Regions from separate parts of the Mus musculus genome. Here region 2 is linked to region 1. Evidence: chromatin contacts called from public promoter capture Hi-C data. All regions are on one chromosome and are shown on one strand. Each heading gives the region's core, a stretch centred on a gene start, on an enhancer-like site or on the middle of the called end of the contact. The rest is flanking DNA. Distances are from core to core; before and after follow the strand shown.

The links. Promoter capture Hi-C pulls out the DNA fragments that hold promoters and counts their contacts.
Region 2: a promoter capture Hi-C map of pre-B cells shows a contact between it and region 1, with 5 times the contacts expected there. The contact joins the promoter of Slc41a3 here to the promoter of Eefsec in region 1. A contact is called at or near these places in 4 of 39 promoter capture datasets (hippocampal neurons, liver and pre-B cells).

Annotation. Positions count from the first base shown.
Region 1 is chr6:88,443,243-88,449,008 of GRCm38.p6, reverse strand. It overlaps Eefsec (eukaryotic elongation factor, selenocysteine-tRNA-specific), which reads left to right and starts at 2,470. Exons shown (of 7, transcript NM_023060.3): 1 at 2,470-2,803. The coding sequence starts at 2,530.
Region 2 is chr6:90,601,491-90,607,256 of GRCm38.p6, reverse strand. It overlaps Slc41a3 (solute carrier family 41, member 3), which reads right to left and starts at 2,377. Exons shown (of 11, transcript NM_027868.2): 1 at 2,249-2,377.

The sequences.
Region 1 (5,766 bases), core at 1,221-3,720:
TGGTTTTTACTGCTTGCCAGGATTTTATGTCGGTCAGAGGTGAGCAGTGAAGTTTACTGAAGCCAGGTCCCATTCAGAACATTTTGTTACTGGAATGTCCTCTAAAACTCTTGTGATCTGTCTGCTAGTTCCCTCCTAACGATGCCCGCTGCTTTATCAGTGGGTTTTAAACAAACAAACAAACAAACAGACAGACAGACAAACAGACAAACAGAGGATAGTGTCTTCTTGTTTCCTGTTTGGAAGATGTAAAATTGAGATACAAATTTTGGGAGCACTAATTCATATGAGGACCCACTCTTGCGACCCATTTGGTTTTAAGGACCCATCTCCAAATGCTATCACATGCATATGGGGTGGGTATCAAAGCCTCAGCACACGAACCTTTGGAGAATGCAATTCAGTCCACAGCAGGGACTCAGAGTGTAGAGTCTTGATCTGTGGAGCCTTTGGGGCTACTTCCTGCCAGCATGCATTCCTGGCTCATCCCAGAGGCAAACTGCCCAGTAGGAGTCAGTGAGCTTTAAGCTTGGAAACTGCCGCCATCTTCATGAGACCATCTGTGCCAAAGTTCCAGAGTTCATCATGGTCAGGCCTGTGGACCGATGACATTCCCTCCTAGGAGGAAGACCTCAGCTGGGTCACTGGATCCTCACCTGAGTGTCTGGCCCCTCCTCCTAGCCATGGTATTCAATCCAGCCCTAATTGTACGTTGGCCTCAGGACGTCAGGGAGGAGGTAGAGTATATAGGTTAGTGTAGATTAGGAGGAAGAAAGAGGGGAAGCCATAGTTTATGCTATGAGAAAACTTTCCAGTGCAGCTGCTCTGTGGTCGTCAACACTCCTTACCTCTCACCCATGTTTATAAGTAAGCCGGATAAACTCAATCCTAAGAAGAATTGTTGTCGTACTGCCTTTTTGGTTTGTCCTTGGAACCTTAGGAAGAGTGGGTAGATGTCATTTGCTACTCCCCTCAGGAGGGAATTTTTTATCAACAAAGGCTAAAATATTTGTCAGCACTCTGAAGTCAGGCTTTATGTTAGGCTGCATCATTGTGATGAAACAGCTACACAGACAAAGAGAGAAAGAGACTTTAGTTTGACTTCATGGTTTTAGAGATTTCAGTGCATGGTCTCTTGGGCTTGATCCCCCTAGCCTGTGGCAGCACAGCAGTATATTGTCCTGGTGACAGCAGAACGGAGCAGCCTGACTGAACTACTCATTTCATGGTGGACAGGAAGCGACTACTGCCTTCTGCTAAGCTTCATCTCATAAGACAGACCACCAGCTGGGGCCCAAGCATTTAGCACACAAGCCCGTGTAAACCAATTCACTTGCAAACCGCAACCCCTCCTGCCCTAGAAAAAGGAAGGCTGGGAATGTTGGGCCAGCAAGCCCCACCCCCTTTACATGAGAGCAGTGCCATTCAGCTCTCCAGTGCCATTCCTCCCCTGTGAGGCCCCAAGTCCCTTCTTTTCCTAGGCTTTTATCCTTTGCCAGAGCAACCACTTAGGCTTGTGACCTCTTTCATGGTTCTAGGCACCTTTCAATGCCTGAAGGGGGTTACAGAGGCTGGTTGGTATAGCACTCACGACACATTCAAGTTCATACACAACAGTTAAGTTGCAGCTCCTCATGGCAGCCTAGACTTCAAAGTGAGGTTTTTGTCCCGTCCCCACCCCCACCTCCCCTCCCCTGAATCAACGAGGACCTCTTCCTCTTTTCACAGTGCTTCCAGGTTTCTGATGGTCAATTCTCAGTCTGCACTGGACGTCTAGTGACAGTCCTTGAGGGTATCTTCCTCACTAGGCTCCCCGCCTTCCCATCTCTGTCCTTTCCAGATAGTCTGGCTTGGCAACTGGTCTTGGGTTTTACTTACTCCTGTTTTCACAGCAAATAATGTCGATCACCACATCCCAGTAAAGTGTATACAGTCTGCACTTAATAAAGGCTGACAGCCGGGCGGTGGTGGCGCACTTGGGAGGCAGAGACAGGCGGATTTCTGAGTTCAAGGCCAGCCTGGTCTACAAAGTGAGTTCCAGGACAGCCAAGACTATACAGAGAAACCCTGTCTTGAAAAAAACAAAAAACAAACAAACAAACAAACAAAAAAATAAAGGCTGACAGAAATGAATGGACGGATGGATGAGTGTGTATGGAGGGATAGAGGAAGGGATGTGTGGATGGACTGGGTGAGTGGAATGATGAAAGGAGGGAGGGAAGGAAGAATGGATGGATAGATGGTGAGATGGATGGATGGATGCATGGATGGATGAATGGATGGAAGGAGGAATCCCTAATCTCAGACTGGCGAGACTTTGTGGCGTGGGGAGCCGGATGACAGCAAACCCAGGTAGCAGGCCGGCTCTTGTCCCGCCCTGTGTGCGCTCTGCCATAGGGCTGTGGGCGCCCGAGGGCGGAAGCTTCCGTGCCGGAACCGGTGCGCTCAGCGCGGGTTGCGGGGGGGTGCGGCTTAGCAGGCGGACCGCGGGGCTGGCGCTCAGGCGACGGCGTGAGAGGCAGCGGCGGGATGGCCGGCCGGCGGGTAAATGTGAATGTGGGCGTGCTGGGTCACATCGACAGTGGCAAAACAGCGCTGGCGCGCGCGCTGAGCACCACGGCCTCCACTGCTGCCTTCGACAAGCAGCCGCAGAGCCGCGAGCGCGGCATAACGCTCGACCTGGGCTTCTCCTGTTTTGTCGTGCCGCTGCCGGGGGCAGAACCCGGTTCTAGCGACACGCTGCTGCAGGTCACACTGGTCGACTGCCCCGGGCACGCCTCCCTCATCCGGACCATCATTGGCGGTGAGCGCGGGCCGGGGCGGGAGCCGGGCTCGGGGTCCGAGCTCGCGGGATGGATGGCGGCCTGACAGCCTAGGCCTGGCCACCAGCCCGGAAGGCTTGTGGTCTCGAACTCACAGCCCGCAGACGCGGACACAGTTCTCACCTTCACTGCCGTGCACCGAGATGCTTTCCTAGAAAAATGATCCAAAGAAACAAACCCTGCAAAAAGGGTGTATACAAGTTTCAAAAAAAAAAAAAAAAAAAGTCACCACGTACCTGTCCTTTGGTCTCCTGGTTCTCTGTCCCAAACACTGCTCTCAGTTTCCTGTGTGTATGGATGGTTTCAGGAAACATACACAGAAACGCAGACAAGGTGCAGAAATGAAAGATCCTGTTTTTTTCCTTCTGTTGTACTACTTGTGGTCGGTTGGGGTAGTGGGTAGAGCCTAGTGCCTTGATAAGAGGCAAGTGCTCTAGGCTCTCTCAGGATCTCATCCCCCAGTCCCCTTTATACACAAACCATCACTGTCTGGAGACTATATCTACACATAAAGTTCCTTTGTACTTTTATACCAACATTTTCTTGACTGACCCTCGTGACTTTCCCAGAGTTGGCTGCTATTCATAATGCAGTGAATAACTCTAGCCCAGAAGGTTTTGGGATGTGCACTAGTGTAACAGGATAAGTTATGTGTGAACTAGCTAAGGCAAAGGGCCTGCGTGTTTTCAGTCATGATGGGCACTGCTAAAATCTGCTTCTAGGATCTGTACCACTTAATTAGTCTTTAATTACAGGCCACTTAGGAATAGGCCATTATAAATAAAAGGTCTTGTAACCTCCCTTCCTTGCTCAGCGTGACCCCTCCCATTCGTCTACAGGAAACTGTTGCTATGTCTTTTTAAATTCCTTTTGCAAACCCATTTAACTACACTTAAATCTAAGAACAGAACCCCATAACCTGTTTGTAAGCACCCAGCACAAAAGGAGGTGTGGCTGAGTCTACCTGCTGTAGCTCCAGTGACCCATTTCCTGCTTCTCCGCTTGCCCTGGGTTTCTTTCCAGCAGTGTGCTGTAAGCCTGGAAGCATGTATATGGGGCAGGTGGGTCATTCCAGCTGTGTGGCCTCCCTTTCTCTGTGCTGCAGGCAGCCTAAGACTGTTTCCTTGTTTCACTGAAGTGGAAATGGAGGCTTACCTGCCAGAGTTACTCTCCTGCACAGTATCTATTGAGTTCAGGATTCACTCATTAAAGACTATCAAGGGCCACACAGTAAACTAAACTGAAAACTCCCACTAAATTCTGACTGGTTGTGTTCAAATACATTTTAGGAAATGTACTCTAAGCTAGTGTAAATTGGAGATGGAACACTACAGGGTAGAAACTAGAAAGTGGGGTTGGCATGTCCCTCAGTGGTGGAGTACCTGCTTAGTGTGCAGGATGCACTAGATTCCACCCGCCTCCCCCCCCCCCCCCCAGTATTGCAAAGAAAAAGAAAGAAAGAAAGAAAGATGAAGTTTTTTTCTGGAAAATATAGAATCTGACTTGTAATAACTATAATTTTCATCTTTATGATGGTGTGTAAGTGTTACAAGTTCAGTGGAGTTTTGACCTTTCCTGGTTCGTCACATGGTTGGTTCTCATGACACTGAGCAGTGCAGCAATCTGCAGCTCCTAGTCGGCCCTGAGGTCGAGAGTGCAAATCTCTGTGTACCCAACTCTGGTTGCTGAGCTGGCAGGCCCAGAGCTTCTGTGTATTCAGTGCATTTCTTAGCTTACTATATTTTGAACCTATAATAACAGTGTTGGATGTAGCTCAACTGTAAGAGGAGAATCTAAAATCTAGGCCAGGGCAGAAGGACAGACATTGTTTTAGAGATGTACAGAATTGGGTTCGCAGCTTTTTTCCTTACTAGCTCCGTGCCCTTTGAACCTTGCTCTCAATCTTACGTCACTAGTGAATAATGGTGACTGTGCAGTTACTTTCTGGCATGGCTCTTCTCAAACATTTCACTTCTTGGACAAACTTTGCTGGAAGCGTGTTTATTGTGTAGCCACTAAGGAAGGCAGCTAGTCAGCTGGATTGTCAAGGCCTGCCTGCCTCCCAAGCTGAGACCTTTCAATGTGCCCCAGTTTCCTGAATTTCTGCCCACTGCTTCTAATATGTACATTTACACAGAACCTTTATGAGGCAAAAGCTTTAGCCAGGTGTATATGATCAAATGGCTTAAGCCCAAGCAGTGGTGTTTTGATTGAGACTATACACCTGTACTAGGGGATCTGTGCTCTCGTATCCCGTTGTTGCTCTTCTTGCTTCATAGCTTGAGAAAACTTTCCTTCCTGGTCTTACAATGTGGCCAGACCTCACTGGAGTGATAAGACCATCCTTCCTTAAGGAGATCGGATCCCTACCTTCTTTCTTAAGGAAGAGGGAAGATGGAGCTTTTCCTTTTGAAGGGAAGCATGCAGCTGCTTGAGTGCCTGCTCTGGCCCAGGCCTGTGCCCAGGACCTTGTGACTGGGCAGTGTCCTGTGGAGAAGCATCACTCTGGTTTTCGGATGAGGCCTTCCTGAACTGGCTACAGGCCAAATCTTGACAGTGCCTTTGGAATCCTGCCATTCACCCTCTGCTGCCTGAACAGTGGGTGGGGTCATTTTCAGGGGCTCATCAGATCATGTTAGCCCTTGCTTCTAGATTCTCAGTATGTTTTTGTTTGATTTGGTTTTTGAGGCACGGTCTCTACCTCTAACTGTTCTGGGTCTCACCAAGTAGACCAGGCAAGCCTAGAACTCATAGAGATCCTCCTGTCTGCCTCCCAGGTGCTGGGATTAAAGGCATGCACTATTGCTCTTGACTCCCCTGTACATTCTTGTATTTGGATTAATCCAGCCTCTTTGTTCCAGGCTCAGTACCCAGGCTCTCCTTCCCTGGAGCCTCCTCAGCAACTACTTTCCCATGTTTCTGACCTTCAGTCATGCTGTCGACT
Region 2 (5,766 bases), core at 1,128-3,627, 2.2 Mb before region 1:
TAAAAGGAAGCCTTTTGATCCAAAAGTCACAGATTCAGACCCCTAGAGAGCAGGGAAGAGAAATAGAAAAAGAATAAGAGATCAATCCAAGAGTATCAAAGTTTAAACATACTCACAGGGCAAACTTCTGAACGAAATTTACAAAATGGTAAGATTAGAGCCAGTGAGATGGCTCAGCAGGTGAAGGTGCTTGCCACCAGGCCTGACAACCAGAGTTCAGTCCCTGGGACCCACATGGTGGAAGGAGAGAACTGACTGAATCCAAGTTGTCCTCTGACTTCCACAAGTACACTGTGACAAGCAGACAGACAGACAGACAGGCAGTCAGACAGACAGACAGACAGTCAGACAGACAGACAGACAGACATCAGTTTAAAACTCTTAAAAGTCTAGAAGAAAATATTTGGTTGGGCATGAACTGCATGGAGGTCCCCCTGGGGAAAATGAAGCGTGAGCAGAAGCAGCTAACAGCAACCTTGCTGCAGTGCTCTGCTTCTCCACTAGAGGGCCCTAAGGCCCATGCAAACAAAAGACTGCACACCTGCCTACCGGCAGTGACCATTTGGCCTCACAATCCTCACCGCACATGCACCCTGGCCAGGGTGTGCAATGGGGATCAAGTCAGTCCCTAGCGTGGCTCAGCCTAGCAGTCGGCATCCAGCAGACATCGGCACCAGTCGGGGATATCCTGGCCCATCAGCAGGGACCTCCATGAAGGTGACTGAAGATTCACTGGGAATGTTCAAGTGTCTAATGAGAATACTGTCACTGGTGCCTCATTCAGGCACTAAACACTACCATTCAGAAGCATCCTACTGCCCGGAGAGATTGGCCTTAAACACAGGCCTGTGAGCACCTGCTCAACAGTCAGGTACTAAGCATCCCTCTGGCACAGCACACAAACTGATGCCCACTTGACTGAGACAGGGAGATTCTAACACGAGGCGGGTGGGCTGAGTTTCTGGGATGGATGGGTTGCCTCTTAGCTGCCCACTATGTAGAATAAGGAGAGCACATCTGCACTTTATCTTCTTGACTTTATAGAACATTCCGGTGGGAATGTACGGGAACCCAAACTCAGGGTTCGAATCCCAGTTTCTCCTCTTCGCAGATGTGTGACCTTGGGAGAGCAAAATACCATCCACCTCAGAGTATGAACGGAGCGCTGTAAGACCCTTTATCCTAGGGTACCTTCAGAGGTTTTGCTTACTACCAAAAATATTAAGAGAACATTTCTAGAAATAAAGAATTTGTAGGTTTTGTGCTCAGTTCTGAGCAGCATGGTGGACCGATTCAGTTAACACTACACTGTCCCTCCTAGAACATGCAGCACTCCTCGGCATAGGGATCTATGCTGCAGATGCTGCCCATCAGCTAGTCACCCTCTCAACAGTTGTTAGGGTGGCTGAGCTGTTGGCCAAGCAACGCTTAGTCTACTTAATAATGGCACAAGTATAGTGATGGTGACAATTGTATCACAGTATATGATTACACCTGCCCTACCTTAGGGGTGTTCATCTTTTACTGTGTCTAGTTCACAAGTTAAGCTCTACCATAGGTATGTATATTAGGAAAACAATCTATATGTCTGGATATCATTCCAGGATTCAGACACTCTTTGGGAACATGTTTGTAACTCCCTGCAATAAGGGGAGATCACTATACCCTTCTATAGTATATTTTCCTTACAGGGCACTTGGCCTGACTCCAGGCTCTTCTGTACTACTTTACAGTCGTGGTTCTTAAGCTACCATAGTACCAGCATGAGGCCAGCCAGCGTCAGGAAGCAGAGCAAGCTCATCTAGATATCTGGGTCAGGTTGGAATGGCTGCGTCTCTAAGTGGTCTCCGTGGCGAAGAAGCAGTTTGAAAACCTGAGTTTTAAAAGATTTATAGAAAGGATCTGGTAGACTGAGGGATCTTCTCAAGTCTGAACAACCTCTAGCTTGACAACCTGGAGCGCAGGGACAGCTCGCTGAGCCTGCCTTAGGGTGGTCAAGGATGATCTCGGGGTGCTGAAGGAGTTAACCATAACCCCTAGAGTCAGGCGCTCTGGGGTTCATCACAGGCAGAGGGAGAGAGATCAGCGGGGCGGGTCCCTGCAGACCTTTGGAGCGAGGATGCCACAAACTGACCCGCCCAGTGTGCCTAAGACAGATCCTGTGCCCCACGCCCCATCCCGAGGGCCATTGACGCTCCGCTTTCCCTTGGCTTCCCCGGCTCCCAGTCCAGCTCCTGCCCGCGCTTACCGGTCCTCTCCCGGCCGGCGGCGAAAGCGAGGCGGCCAGGCGCGCGCTGGACACTGTGGAGGCCTGCGGCGGGAGGAAGCGAGAAGGGCAGCAGGCGGGCCAGCCCCGCCCTGCCTAGGCGTCCAGACAGAGGGGCGGGGCCACAGGAGGGGAGGGTTGCTGGGCGAGTGTTGTGGGCGGGGCCAATCCACAGAGGTGGCGCTTGAAAAACCCAATTTTTAAAGCCTTTTAGTCAGGACAGCTCTCTGATCGAGCAGTGGGGTGTGCAGGGATGCTCCCTGGGTGCCGAAGGACCCAATGACACGCCTCAGAGGCGGTGCCGCTTGGGGTGGGGCCAAGAAAGAAGAAGCTAGACCCCGGAACAGGACCATGAGTAGGGCGGGGTCACGGGCGGGGCCACGGGCGGGGGCGGGGCTGGGCGACGGAGTAGCCTCCAGTAGCACACTGCAAGGGCCAGCTTCCCTTAGGATACACATTTGCCTGTTCAGTTTTCAATCTGACATTTCTGAATATTTCACCTTTGAACACTTGTGTATGTGTCATGAAAGTTCTTCTGTCCTTCAACATGTGTGATCCTCTCACTCTTATCAAGATACAGCCTTGGAAGACTCAGCCAGCAGTGGTGAGCCTCAGTGGACACCAGCTCCTACAATCTATCCCGTGCCCCCACTTATGGCTCTTGGCTGATTCAAGAATCCTGAGCCCTGGCTGGATTCTAAGCTGCCAACTGCACCTGCAGAAACCGGATGTGCAAGACCTGTAAGACAGTAGTTTTGAAGAATACAACACAAAAAAAGTATGACAGGGCAAGGCCCGGGGAGATGCAAGCCCAGTTCCTGGATTCTGTCCCCAGCAAATGAAAAACAAAACAAAAACAGATGACAGTGTTCCACATGTTAGGAGAATTTACAGACTGGATGGCTTACATTGTCAAAATATAGTGCTGAATTCCAAGCTCCCAAAGTGATTGCATTTGTCAATCCAGCTTATGTAAGAGGTAGCAATGAACAAGTGAAGTCACAGGGTGCAGTCACAATGCGACTGGAGTCCTCTCAGGAAGAGACCCTGCCAGCTCATTCTCCCTGTGTGCATGCAGGTGAGACATAGAAAGACAGTAGGAGGGAGGCGTCACCAGGAATAGCCATCCATGAACCTTGAACTCCATGTTGATATGCTTTCATTTATTGTAACAAAATCAACTTATACAAAGAAAAGGGTTTATTTTAGCCCATACTTTTGAAGGTTTCATAAAGGTTTAACGAGTTTGATTCCCAGACTGAGGCACTGTGGGCAGGTGGGGGGTAGCAGAATCTTAGGTCTGACTAGAACAGGGAAAAGCAATAACTGGTGTCACAGTCTTGAAGAGAACCCTGGACCTCAGCCCCTGATCCCTCCATCACAAACCCTTTGATTAAAGGCTGACCCAGAAAGCCCTGTGACAGTGAAAAGGAGAGGCAGAAAAGACAACAGGAGGTTCACTACCAACATGGCAACACGTGAGTTCTGGGAAACTCAGAGATAGCCGACTAGAAAGAGCAGAGAGCAGGACAAGGTCACCACCCACTAGACCTCACATGAAGCGGGTACTCCCTGAGGACAGAGGTAGCCAGAGGCGGGCAGGAGCAGAGCAGGGTGTCAGCAGGGACTCTGCAGGGCTTGGGGACATCAGCAAATAAACAAGCAGAGGCAATGAAGGGAGAAAGTACAGTCTTTAGGACTCGGTCCTCGGCCTGCCACTCACTGGCATGCAGCCTGGGCTGTGCAGAGCTGGTGCCCTTTCATGGGTGAGGGAGCCAATGGAGTGGAAGGCTAGAGGTGCCCACTTGCCCAAGGCCACATATGCTGCGTTGGCAGAGCAGGGATTTAAAATATGGCCTGTGCCTAAAGCTATGGCTTTCTGTGAATTTGTCCTAAGTGAGTGAGTTGGTGAAGGAATGGATGGAAGGATAGTTGGATGGACAAACTGATGAGTGAGGTGGCTACTCTTGATTGTCCAGGTCCTGTTATGTGATGGCTCAGGACTGAGATGTGGCTTAGTGACAGAGCGCTTGCACAGGATGCTTCGTGTCCCATACACAGACACACAAAGACAGTCACACAGACACACAAACTCACAAAACCTGTCTTTGACTCGTGTGTAGGGATTACAGCTCTGTAACACCATAGCTGTCATCTTTCAAATATTAAATTTAAAATATCAAGTTCACATACAAAACAGAAGTAAAATTCCCCAAAGCAAAAATGTTCTTTCTGAAGATGCTTCAAGTTCACCCACGATGGTCCCTCACCTCCAGGTATCCAAGAGCTAGCTAAGGACATCCCCCAGGCTGTCCATCTAGGGCACAATGGCATTTCTAGCTTTCCTTATACACATAGGGAAGTCCATTTTCACTCCTGTCCTGTCAGGTTAATTGGCCTCCCAGGGATCTCCACAGATAGCTGAGACCAGTCCCATGAGAGGCCTTGACTGGCATTGGACTAGCCCAACTCTGAAGCAGTTTATCACACCCTACCACACCCCTAGACCTTCCTGGCAGCTGTACATGTAGCCAAGAGCTACCAGGAAGACAAGGCTGTCATTGGGAACCCACTAGTAATTTGCAAAACCATAAGTGTGAGCAAAATTTTAACGCAGCAATGGTACTAGCGCTTAGACTTTATGGCACCCACTGACACCATGGCGGCAAGAATCAACATGAGAAGCTGGACTGGGCAGACGGGCATCGTGGTTGCTGTTTTCAGGTAAGAAACGGAATCTTGCCCACCAGAAAGAGTCGGGCAGTGCCAGAGTCAGAAGGCTGGGCATGCTTCTGATGCATTAGCAAGCCTCTCTCTCCCTACAGGTCCTGAGCTGACACTGGACTGACTTTCAGAGACAACGACTTACAGCACTTGTCAGTGTGGACTCTGCGGTGGCCTCAGCACTGTTGCTGTTCTGTCTGGAGGAGGACGGTGGGAGCCAGGAGCAGCTGATCGGCCTGTGGGGCCACAGTGGGGACAGCTTGCATGTAAGTTCTGCTGCCGTCTGCAGACCTGATTTGCTGCAGTCCTCAGGGACAGCACCCAGGGAGCTTAAAACCCCCTCCTCTCAGGACTGACCTGATGCCTTGAGGAAACTGACCTGATGCTAAAGATAGGTTTAGCTGACTGCACACGAGGAGGAGCTGGCAAGGGGCGGGGGTTATCCCAGGGCAGCTGGGAGAGCCAGAGCACAGGGTCTCCTCACAGGACCCAAATCTTTCTCCTTGGGACCTTGCAAAGGGCCTGAATGATCTCATTGGTGGTGGTGGGGAGGGGGGCGCAGCAGATGTGAAATGAAGAAATGTCAGAACGGAGGCCAAACCTTGTGGCATATTTTAAATGTTACATGGAGCACATGCAAGATACATACAATGCGTAGAATAACAACTGCAGATTACTAACGTGTATGTGCAAACACAGGTGAAGAGGCTAGAACCCAGAGCCCCACACACCAGCATGACTGCTCCCCCACTGAGCTACCCCCCCTTTAGCTGGCT